Regions from separate parts of the Mus musculus genome. Here region 1 is linked to region 2. A link is a contact called in public HiChIP or PLAC-seq data. All regions are on one chromosome and are shown on one strand. The core of a region is the stretch at or near the end of the contact, and the rest is flanking DNA. Distances in the headings are between cores, read along the strand shown.

Evidence for each region. HiChIP or PLAC-seq counts read pairs in DNA pulled down with a chosen protein or histone mark.
Region 1: an H3K27ac HiChIP or PLAC-seq map of extraembryonic endoderm stem cells shows a contact between it and region 2. The contact joins two enhancer-like sites. A contact is called at or near these places in 1 of 39 promoter capture datasets (cranial neural crest), 1 of 115 datasets of contacts at active chromatin or transcription factors (extraembryonic endoderm stem cells) and 1 of 9 other capture datasets (pancreatic islet).

What each region holds. Positions count from the first base shown.
Region 1 is chr15:99,864,887-99,869,586 of GRCm38.p6, reverse strand. The region is part of intron 1 of Lima1 (LIM domain and actin binding 1); the gene reads left to right. Among named protein-coding and RNA genes, the nearest start is that of Lima1, 8.2 kb to the left of the region's middle. Within about 2 kb of position 2,951, at least 91 of the 459 cell types and tissues checked have an H3K27ac peak or open chromatin away from gene starts, as enhancers often do. A contact at or near this core is called in extraembryonic endoderm stem cells, where this site is marked.
Region 2 is chr15:99,623,568-99,628,153 of GRCm38.p6, reverse strand. Racgap1 (Rac GTPase-activating protein 1) reads left to right here. Exons shown (of 17, transcript NM_001253808.1): 11 at 1,597-1,692; 12 at 1,773-1,971; 13 at 3,811-3,916; 14 at 4,095-4,227; 15 at 4,462-4,585. Among named protein-coding and RNA genes, the nearest start is that of Gm34765, 24 kb to the right of the region's middle. Within about 2 kb of position 2,648, at least 4 of the 459 cell types and tissues checked have an H3K27ac peak or open chromatin away from gene starts, as enhancers often do. A contact at or near this core is called in extraembryonic endoderm stem cells, where this site is marked.

The DNA.
Region 1 (4,700 bases), core at 1,702-4,201, 240 kb before region 2:
CGGGGCTGGAGAGTTGGCTCAGCTGTTAAGAGCACTGACTGCTCTTCCAGAGGTCCTGAGTTCAAATCCCAGCAACCACATGGTGGCTCACAACCATCCGTAAGAAGATCTAACTCCCTCTTCTGGAGTGTCTAAAGACAGCTACAGTGTATTTAGATATAATAATAAATAAATCTTTAAAAAAATCAAAACAGGCAGAGTCTTTCTAAATGACCTCTCCAGCCGTGTGGATCAACCTCTTGGATTATAGTAAGAATCTTGCCCTTGTATTCTTCACATGCTCCAGTGTAGAAAATAAAATCACGTGGACTGTAAGTTTAGCATAAGCAAGGATAGTTTTGTACTAACAGTACATCGCTGGCTCAGGCTCACCCCATCGTTAGCATCTATACTGTCTAGGAGGGAAACAGAGCAGGAGTCGGTGGCACCTCCTTCCAGAATGTTCTATGAGAGGATGCTAGGGATGCCCTGCAAGCTCTTGACCACTTGGTTCTTGACCCATATATTCTTCGAAGTCTGACATGTGAGCCTGCCTGTCTGAACATGCTATCCTATGATTTCTCTCTAATACCCTGTCACTGTCTTCCTTGCTACAACTTAGCAGTAATAACAATAATATTAACCATAATCATTTTTTTTTAAATGTTGAGACTGGTTATCATACAGCCCAGGCTGGCCTTGAACTCCTGATTCTCCTGCTTCTACCTCCCAAGTGCTGAGACCGCAGTAGTGAGCCTGCACCATCAGCTTAGTGGGTGTTTACTGCCCCGGTCAAGCAAGGATTGGTGGTGAAGATTTGTATTCCTAACTCTGCTCGACACTGAGGCAGATGGATGGCAAGTTCATGGCCATCCTGAGCTACAAAATGCATACAAGGCTAGCCTGGACAACTTACTGATGAGTCTCAGAATAATAAGTAAGACAGGGCTGGAGAGTCAGCTCAGGTGGTGAACCTGCGTTCCATTCAGGCCTTGTCTCAGCTAAGATCGCTATTGCTGCAGTGAGTCACGTCGGGGAGGAAAGGGTTTATTCAGCTCACACTTCCACAGCACTGTCCATCCATCGATGAAGGAAGTCAAGACAGGGACTCAACAGGACTTTCTCACCCCCAGCGGTGTGAGTGCCCGGCGTGAGTGCTGTCAGGTCAGTAATGTTGATTGAATATTACTTTCTAAGTTTTGCTAATTTACTAAGTGCTTGAATGCAATTGACTCCATCTGTTTGTATTTATTCGCTTTATTCTGAAACTGAGTCGTCACGAACCGTGGACTCCGCTGGCCGTGAACAAAGCAGCCTCGGCGGCTGGGATTACAGATTGTATCACCCTGGCCTACTTGTCTTTCCTTAATTTTTAGTCACCAAGCATTTGTCACACACTCATCTCCATCTCCTTTTTTTTTTTTTTTTTTTCAGTGACTTGCCTTTTTTGTCAGTCCACGTCTCCTTTTTTTGTTTTGTTTGGTCCTCACAGTTAAGGTTTTTTTGCTTCTTTCATTTATTTGGAGTGTTAAGATCGTGGGGAAAAAGGTTGGCTTTCCAGCCAGACTGAATGAGTGGGTTGGAAAAGTGGGAAGTGTCAGAAGTTGAGGCTGTGGTGTGATAAAAGCTCTGTGCAGACTGAGCTGGGGACCCTCCCAGTAGGTGATCACTCATTGACAAGTCACTCATTGACAGGTCTCTGTAAGAGGAAAGGGAAAGGGTTGGGCTCTCGATCCCAAAGTCCAATCTGTAAAGCTGCAGTTAGCAAGAGTTCTAGAGTCACTTCTAGTCCTGCCCCACCCTGCTTCCCCTTCCAGACTCCCCAGGGAAGATCGGATCCCTTGAGTAAGCTTTCATGGAACCTTGAGATAATCGCTTTGGCCCTTTAACTTTCAGAAGCTAAAATAAAAACTGGTGCAACGCTTTGAGGTACTCCCACAGATTGACCCTTGGGAAGCTCATAGCCTAAGCTAGAAGAGCCCTGCTGGCCTGTCCCACAAATCCTATCGTGTTTCTCCTATCTCACCCTGGCAGGAGGATTGGTGTTGCTATGTCAAGTTATTGGACAATGTCTGCTGTTCCAAATAGAAGCTGTTCTTCGAGTTTACTTTGTGATTTGTAGAGAGCTCTCTTTCAGAATGTTACTGTTTGAGCTGAGCTCGGTTGCTTGTGCCTGGAACTCCTGCATTTGATTGAGAGGAGGAAGATCAGGAGTTCAAGGACAGCCAGGGCTGGAGGAAGAGCTTATCTCAAAAAGTAAGAAAGAAACTTGAAAATGATACATAAGATAAGCATTCATTTTTAATTCCCTCTTAGTTAGGGCTATGAGAAGAACTTATCTCAAAAAAGTAAGAGAGAAACTTGAAGATGATACATAAGATGTGTCGCACACTGTCCAGAGCTGCCTAATGTGGGTGCTGAGACTTGAACTCTGGTCCTCTGGAGGAACAGTATGTGCTCCTAACCACTGAGCTATTTCTCCAGTCCCCCAGTCTGATATTCCTGAGACAAGATCTTAACTGGGTCTCGAAATCACTGAGTGTGCAAGCCAGCATCGATTGTGGCTCTCATCAGCCTTCATTTATTTAATTATTTATTTTTGCCCTAGCCCTTAAATATCCCTTCAAGGGACTTCGGGCTCTCCCTTTTCAGTCCAGCAAGGTTGCCACTAAAACAAACAAAAAGGTCAAGAGTGTGGAATTTTCAAATTGTGGCTTCCAGGATCGCCTTGGTGCACACTGCCTGGTGGTGATCAAATATAGGTTCTCAGGTCCTACCTAGATCTCTGGGGGATACCTGTGGCAATGTGACGTTTAACAGTTCTAGAGTCATGTAGACACTTCAGGGAACCAGTACCCAAGGATACGGTCTAAATCTCAGACCGTCAAGATGCCCCCAGCATCTTTCCCCCGGCTTATCTCTCCGCACTACCCACCCTCCTGGCGCTGCTGCAGCAAATGATTCATTGTTTCCTGGACCCGCCCGGTTCCCTTCCTGCCTCCTTGCCTTTGTGGTTCCCACAGCATCAGACCGCCCCCACCCCATTCCTGATGCACCCCTGTTTCTTAAGAATCCAAATAAAACGCGACTTTAAGACAAAACAAAACAAAACAACCAAAAACCTCAACAGGCATATTCTAGTATTGACTTTTGAGTCCGTGGCTGTCATTTTATTTTTGCTTCATTTCTCTCCTTGCCGCTTTCAGACTGATTGCTTCCTTGAAAGATTATAAGCGAAAGAGGGTTTTGATTTCATTGTAGCTATAGTGCGCACAGTGAGCAATCAGATACTCACAGTATATGAAATATATCTTATCTTGTGTCCATAGTATTATATAGCAGTTAAAGTCCTTTCCAACTGCTCCTAAGTCCACCTTGAACCTGGCTGCCACTCTTAGTCATCTTGTCCTTCCCTCTTAGCTCACTCCCCAGCAATTTTATTCCTGCCTCAGGGCCTTTGCCTAGAACATTCTCCTCCTCTTGTCCCCTGGCTGGCTGCCTGTATCCTCCCCCTCATTCTGCATTCTGCTCAAATGTCATTCATCGGGAGGCTTTCTGGAGCGGCTCTGGAGCCTCTGGCCTCTTCCCCTCCGTACACCAATTACCCTTGGTGCGCTTGCCTGCCTGCCTGCCCCAGTCACATCCTTCATTTGTCCCATTCTCCAGCAGAATGGACGTTTCCTGAGAGGAGAGACCTTGCCTATCTGTTAACTTGCCTACCTTGTTAACTCTGAGCCGCAGACCCTGCCCAGTGTGGTAAGAGCTCAGTAAATATTTGCTGAGCGAATGAATAAGCATTGAAGATAGACTTCGAGTTTTAACGACTCTTGTGTGGGTTTGCAGTCCAAAGAGGTGTGGCGCTATCTCTTAAATGGACAACAGCCCGAGGAGTTCCATGTGAGTTCACGTCAGGTGGCACCCTCTGAGGATTTCTGTAGGACAAAGGGTACAGTGGCAGCTGGGATTTGGTCCCAGGGTGCAGATTTCCAAGGTGATCCCAGGATCAGGATACGGGTCTGCTGCCACCGTGTGCGCCTGCGCGTCTTTGCGTCTTTGCGTATGTGCGTATGTGCGTCTGCGCGTCTGCTCGCTGAGGTGCCACTGAGAGAATATGGCGCTTTTGGCTCTCATTAGCCTCTAATTTTTTCCCCCTTTGTTGGTTTGCTTTTGTTTGTTTGTTTGTTTGTTTTCCACCAGACTTCTCTGTGTAGCCCTGGCTGTCCTGGAACTCACTCTGTAGACCAGGCTGACCTTGAACTCACAGAGATCCACCTGCCTCTGCTGGGAATAAAGGCAAGCGCCACCACCACCCACTCTTTAATTACTCTTTCAAAACCTGGAACCCAGCCGGTAAACGCCTCAGGAACCAGCAGGCTTCTGCTTTCCGCTGGGGGGCGGAGCGGAGGGAACTATCCAGAGCACCCCAGGAATGCTGGAATTATGTTCCCTCTATTGACTTGGAATGAAACTAAGCAGAAATGCTTTTCGACAGTAGCTGTGAATCAGGTTTGCTTACTTATAACTAATTAAACTTGACATTATACCAAAATTTTTTTTCTTCCCCCTTCTTTCTCTCCCCTTTCCTTCCCTCCCCCCTCACACTGGTCTTGAACTCACAGCTGACCTCCTGTTTCAGTGTAACCCCCAGGTAACTGACTGATTTCCAGCCTTTTCCCATTTTCACGACCTTACTTTTTTAATTCCGTGCTTTCTCTAACATC
Region 2 (4,586 bases), core at 1,399-3,898:
CCTACCATTTAACTTTACAGTCGTGAACTCAAAGCTGTTCTTGTCCTCGATCTTACCTGGTGAATTCTTTCTTATTCTCTTTCTTCTTATTATTGTTATTAATATTTTGATTTTTTTCAAGACAGGGTTTCTTTGTGTTTCCCTGGCTGTCCTGGAATTTGCTCTGTAGACCAGGCTGGCCTTAAACTTGGAGATCCACCTGCCTCTGCCTCCTGAGTGCTGGGATTAAAGGCCTCTGCCACGATGCCTGTTTTATTTTATAAAAATTATCAGTTTATTTAGGTCTAGTCAAAAAACTCAAAGACTGATTTAATTACTATTATGTATGTGTGTGTGTGTGTGCATGTGCATACCAGAGCCTCTCTAGCTGTAGTTACAGGTGGTTGTGAGGCATGGGACATGGTCCTTAGCACTAGAAAGAAGGTGTGAAACTCTGGCAGTGTCAAAGCTGTTGTGTACTAAGGTACAACTTGTGTATTGTGTGTAATAAGTGCCTTGACTGTACTGTTATTCCAAATGTAAGTCCATCATCTTCTCAGCTGTGGAGCTTCTCCAGGCTGCTTTTCCCTGCCAGACCATATCACAGAGCAGCCCTGACGCTCCTGTACGGGGCTTTAGATGCCAGCACGAAACTGAGTAGTGGTTACTTCTTGTTGAGTGCAGAGCTAATGTAGGCCTAGCCAAGACTCGAGAGGGAAGAGATTGTTACCTTCAGTAGGCAAGGGGTATACTGGGATCATCCGCTCTCAAAGATCTCCAGCTCAGGATCCAGACTCAGAGATCTGCTTCCCTCTGTGCCACCACACCCAGCTTAGGCTGTGAGCTCCTCGGGGCTGGCTTTCTCTTGTCCCGAGTAGAAGAAAAGGACTTTTCTTGCTCACAAAAGTGTAGCCGGGCATGGTGGCGCACGCCTTTAATCCCAGCACTTGGGAGGCAGAGGCAGGTGGATTTCTGAGTTCGAGGCCAGCCTGGTCTACAGAGTGAGTTCCAGGACAGCCAGGGCTACACAGAGAGAAACCCTGTCTCGAAAAACCAAAACCAAAAAACAAACAAACAAAAAAAAAGTGTGTGTGGTTATATAGACCACAGCATGAAGACAGAAGTGACTAAAGGCTCTATGTAGATGGCCTCAAACTCTGCTCCTCCTGCCTCTATCTCCAGTGTGCTGGGATACACGCATCGCCCACCACAGGACCTCATGCCTGTCAGGCGTATGCTCATGTCAGGCCTTGAGCTGCACCTTACTCCTCCAAGACTCTTCAGAAATGTTATTATTTAAACTATGTATGAGTAGGGTATATACACAGGAGTTTAGGTGCCTCTGGAGGCCAGAGATGTCAGAGTCCCCTGGAGCTGGAGTTACAGGTGGTTGTGAACCCCCTGATGTGGGTGCTGGGAAGTGAACCCAGGTCCTCTGGCGAACAGCACAGGCTTTCAGCTGCCGGCCACCTCTCAGTCCCCGAGTCTGTTTTAGCACGTACTTGTAGAATAGAAGTTCAGACGCTGACACACTTTGCTAGTGTTTAGTGACAGCTCTGTGCATGAGCCCTTCTCTCTCGGTCTCGGCAGTGTAAATAACAAAGCCCCTTCTTCCAGGGCATGCTGGCCGACTTCGTGTCGCAGGCTTCTCCCATGATCCCTGCCATTGTCGTCAGCTGTGTCAATGAGATCGAGCAGCGAGGCCTGACTGAGGTGAGGAGCTTGAGCCCGGTGAGTTTGTGGTCTGCGATGGTGATTTGGAAGTTCCTAAGTAAGTGTCATCTCTATAACAGGCAGGCTTGTACAGGATCTCAGGCTGTGACCGCACAGTGAAAGAACTGAAAGAAAAATTCCTTAAGGTGAAAACTGTGCCCCTCCTCAGCAAAGTGGACGATATCCACGTCATCTGCAGCCTCCTGAAGGACTTCCTGCGCAACCTCAAAGAGCCCCTCCTGACCTTCTGGCTGAGCAAAGCCTTCATGGAGGCAGCAGGTGAAGGCAGAACTTGACTGTGGCGTCAGCCGATCCAGGGCTGAGCTGTGTTTACAGTTTACTAATTTTTCCACCACCTGTGCAGTGTCTGAAGTGTCCTAGGTACCCAGACTGTTGGGTGGGTGAGTGACTGTCCTCGCCTCCCATCATGCCGTTTCTTCCCTGAACTAGAGAGGCTAAGAGATGCTCTGTGGTTGAGCACTGGCTTCTCTTCCAGAGGGTCTGGTTTTGATTCGTAGCTTCTGCAAGGGTGGGTCACACTATTTGGAACCCCAGACCGGAAGGATCTGCTGTACTCTTCTGCCCCCTCAGGCACCACATAAATGCTGGCAACGTATGTGTACACATAAAATAAAGGGAAGAATTAAACTAACTTAGACTTCGTAGGACTCACTGTGGGTCTTGATTCTTGGTCAGGTTTTAGGTTGTCCCTTTGAAAATAGAACCAGCTTTGATTCCTTTCTTTTCCACCACAGACCTTGTTAGCAGCCTGTAAATACACTTTAAATTTGGTATTTGTCACGAGTCCTGGTACTCAGCTGTCCTCAGAATATGTTGAGAACCTGCTAACAGATTGTCGAGTTTCTGCTTGTGCCCCTACATGATAGCATCTGTGTGGTGCTGGTGTGGTCCTTTTACACTCAGAGTTACTGGTGGCCCTTTTGTCTCTGTCCACCATTGTTTTGTTTTGTTTTGTTTTTTGAGATAAGGTTTCATTGTGTAGTTCTGGCTGTCCTGGAACTCACTTTGTAGCCCAGGCTGGCCTCATACTCAAAGATCTACGTGCCTCTGCCTCCAAGTGCTAGGATTAAAGTCATGTGCCACCATGGACTGGCTTGTCCATCATTTTTAGACTAACTCCAGTCTTTAACATGGTTGAAGAGACCTGCAGACTTGGCTCCTGGTCATTGTCTGCAACACCATTTTCTTTATGCCCCTCCTTCCTCTTTTCTAATCCTGGAGTCTTGGATTTCTTTTTATTTTATGTGTATATTTTATGTATATGTTAAGAGCCAGTGAGTGCTCTTAACTGCCGAGCCATCTCTCCAGCCCAGAGTCTTGGATTTGTAGCACACACCCACCTCACGTCCTTCCCATTTGCTGCAGTCTTATCCCTAGCAGCTTCCCCTGACATCTCTGTACTGTGTTACTTCTCTCTCCCCGGTTTCTCTTCACACATTTTGTCCTTAGAAACACGTTTCCTAAGCCAGGTGCATGACGTGGTAGTCCAGCGCTTGGGAAGGATGGCAGGAGGGCCGGATGTTTGAGACCAGCTTTGGCTACATAGTGAGTTGAGACTGGAGTAAGCTACCTGGAACCCAGTTTTTAAAACTAACCACAAAACCCGCCTTTATGGCCATCTTGTGAGAAGCAGGCCCTGTTACTTTAGCATTCCACGTGCTCATTTTCTTTTTTCCTGAATACTGCTTGACATGTGTTTTGTTTTTTGCATTTCCTGACCAGCTCTTTGATTAGAGTATTTATTCCATTAAACAAGGCCTCTTTTCGTTTCGTTATCCTCACATTTAAAAATAGCACGTGGTACATAGTAGGCCCTCAAGTGTCCTATGATTGTTGATGGTTTATCACTGCACTTGTGTGTCTTCCCAGCAAATGGGTTGCCAGCTGCTTTCTCTTAACTGAGTTTTAGGAAGTTCTGACTTCTCATTGAACTGTTGGCCAGTGTCCTGCCTGTTAATGAAACTAGAGTCTGGTGCTGTCATGAACCGCATCAGAAGTTTCAGAAGCTCCGTGTATAGGTGGGCCTTTGTGGTCGATAGCCTTGAAGCTGCTGTCCAGGGAAGAGCCTGGACCTTTAATGCTTTCTTGTCATCACAGAGATAACAGATGAAGACAACAGCACAGCCGCCATGTACCAGGCTGTCAGTGAGCTGCCCCAGGCCAACAGGGACACGCTAGCCTTCCTTATGATCCACCTACAGAGGTTAGTACAGCGGATGCTTAGTCTGAGAGCTAGGGAATCTTCCAAGGAGAAGAGTGTGTGGACAGTGAGTTGTTTTTTCTAGAATGTATATTTTGGTGTATATTTAAGAGGAATAATATGTTTCTTTTTTCCCCCCACCTCCCCTGAATAATGTTTCTTAATATAATCTTTTATTCAGAGTGTCTCAGAGTCCAGACACTAAGATGGATATTGCCAATCTAGCTAAAGTCTTTGGCCCTACAATAGTTGCCCATACTGTGCCCAATCCAGATCCAGTGACAATGTTCCAGGACATCAAACGTCAGCTCAAGGTAGGGTTCATGGTGTGCACACACAGATGCAGAAGGTCTGATCTTTGCAATGCACTAACGTGGCACAATGACAGAAATAAGCCTTGCGTGGTGGGTGAGCACATGCAGTGGCCGGCTGTGCTGGGAGGATCTCCCCAGCCTGGTCTACAAGTTCTAGGCAAGCCTGGGCTGCAGAGAGACTGAGAAACACACCAACAACAGAACCTGCAGTAAGGCTGGCTCTGTGCCCTTTAGGTGGTGGAGCGCCTACTCTCTCTCCCCTTGGAGTACTGGAATCAGTTCATGATGGTGGACCAAGAGAACATAGACAGCCAGCGAGGCAATGGAAACTCAACACCACGCACACCAGACGTTAAAGG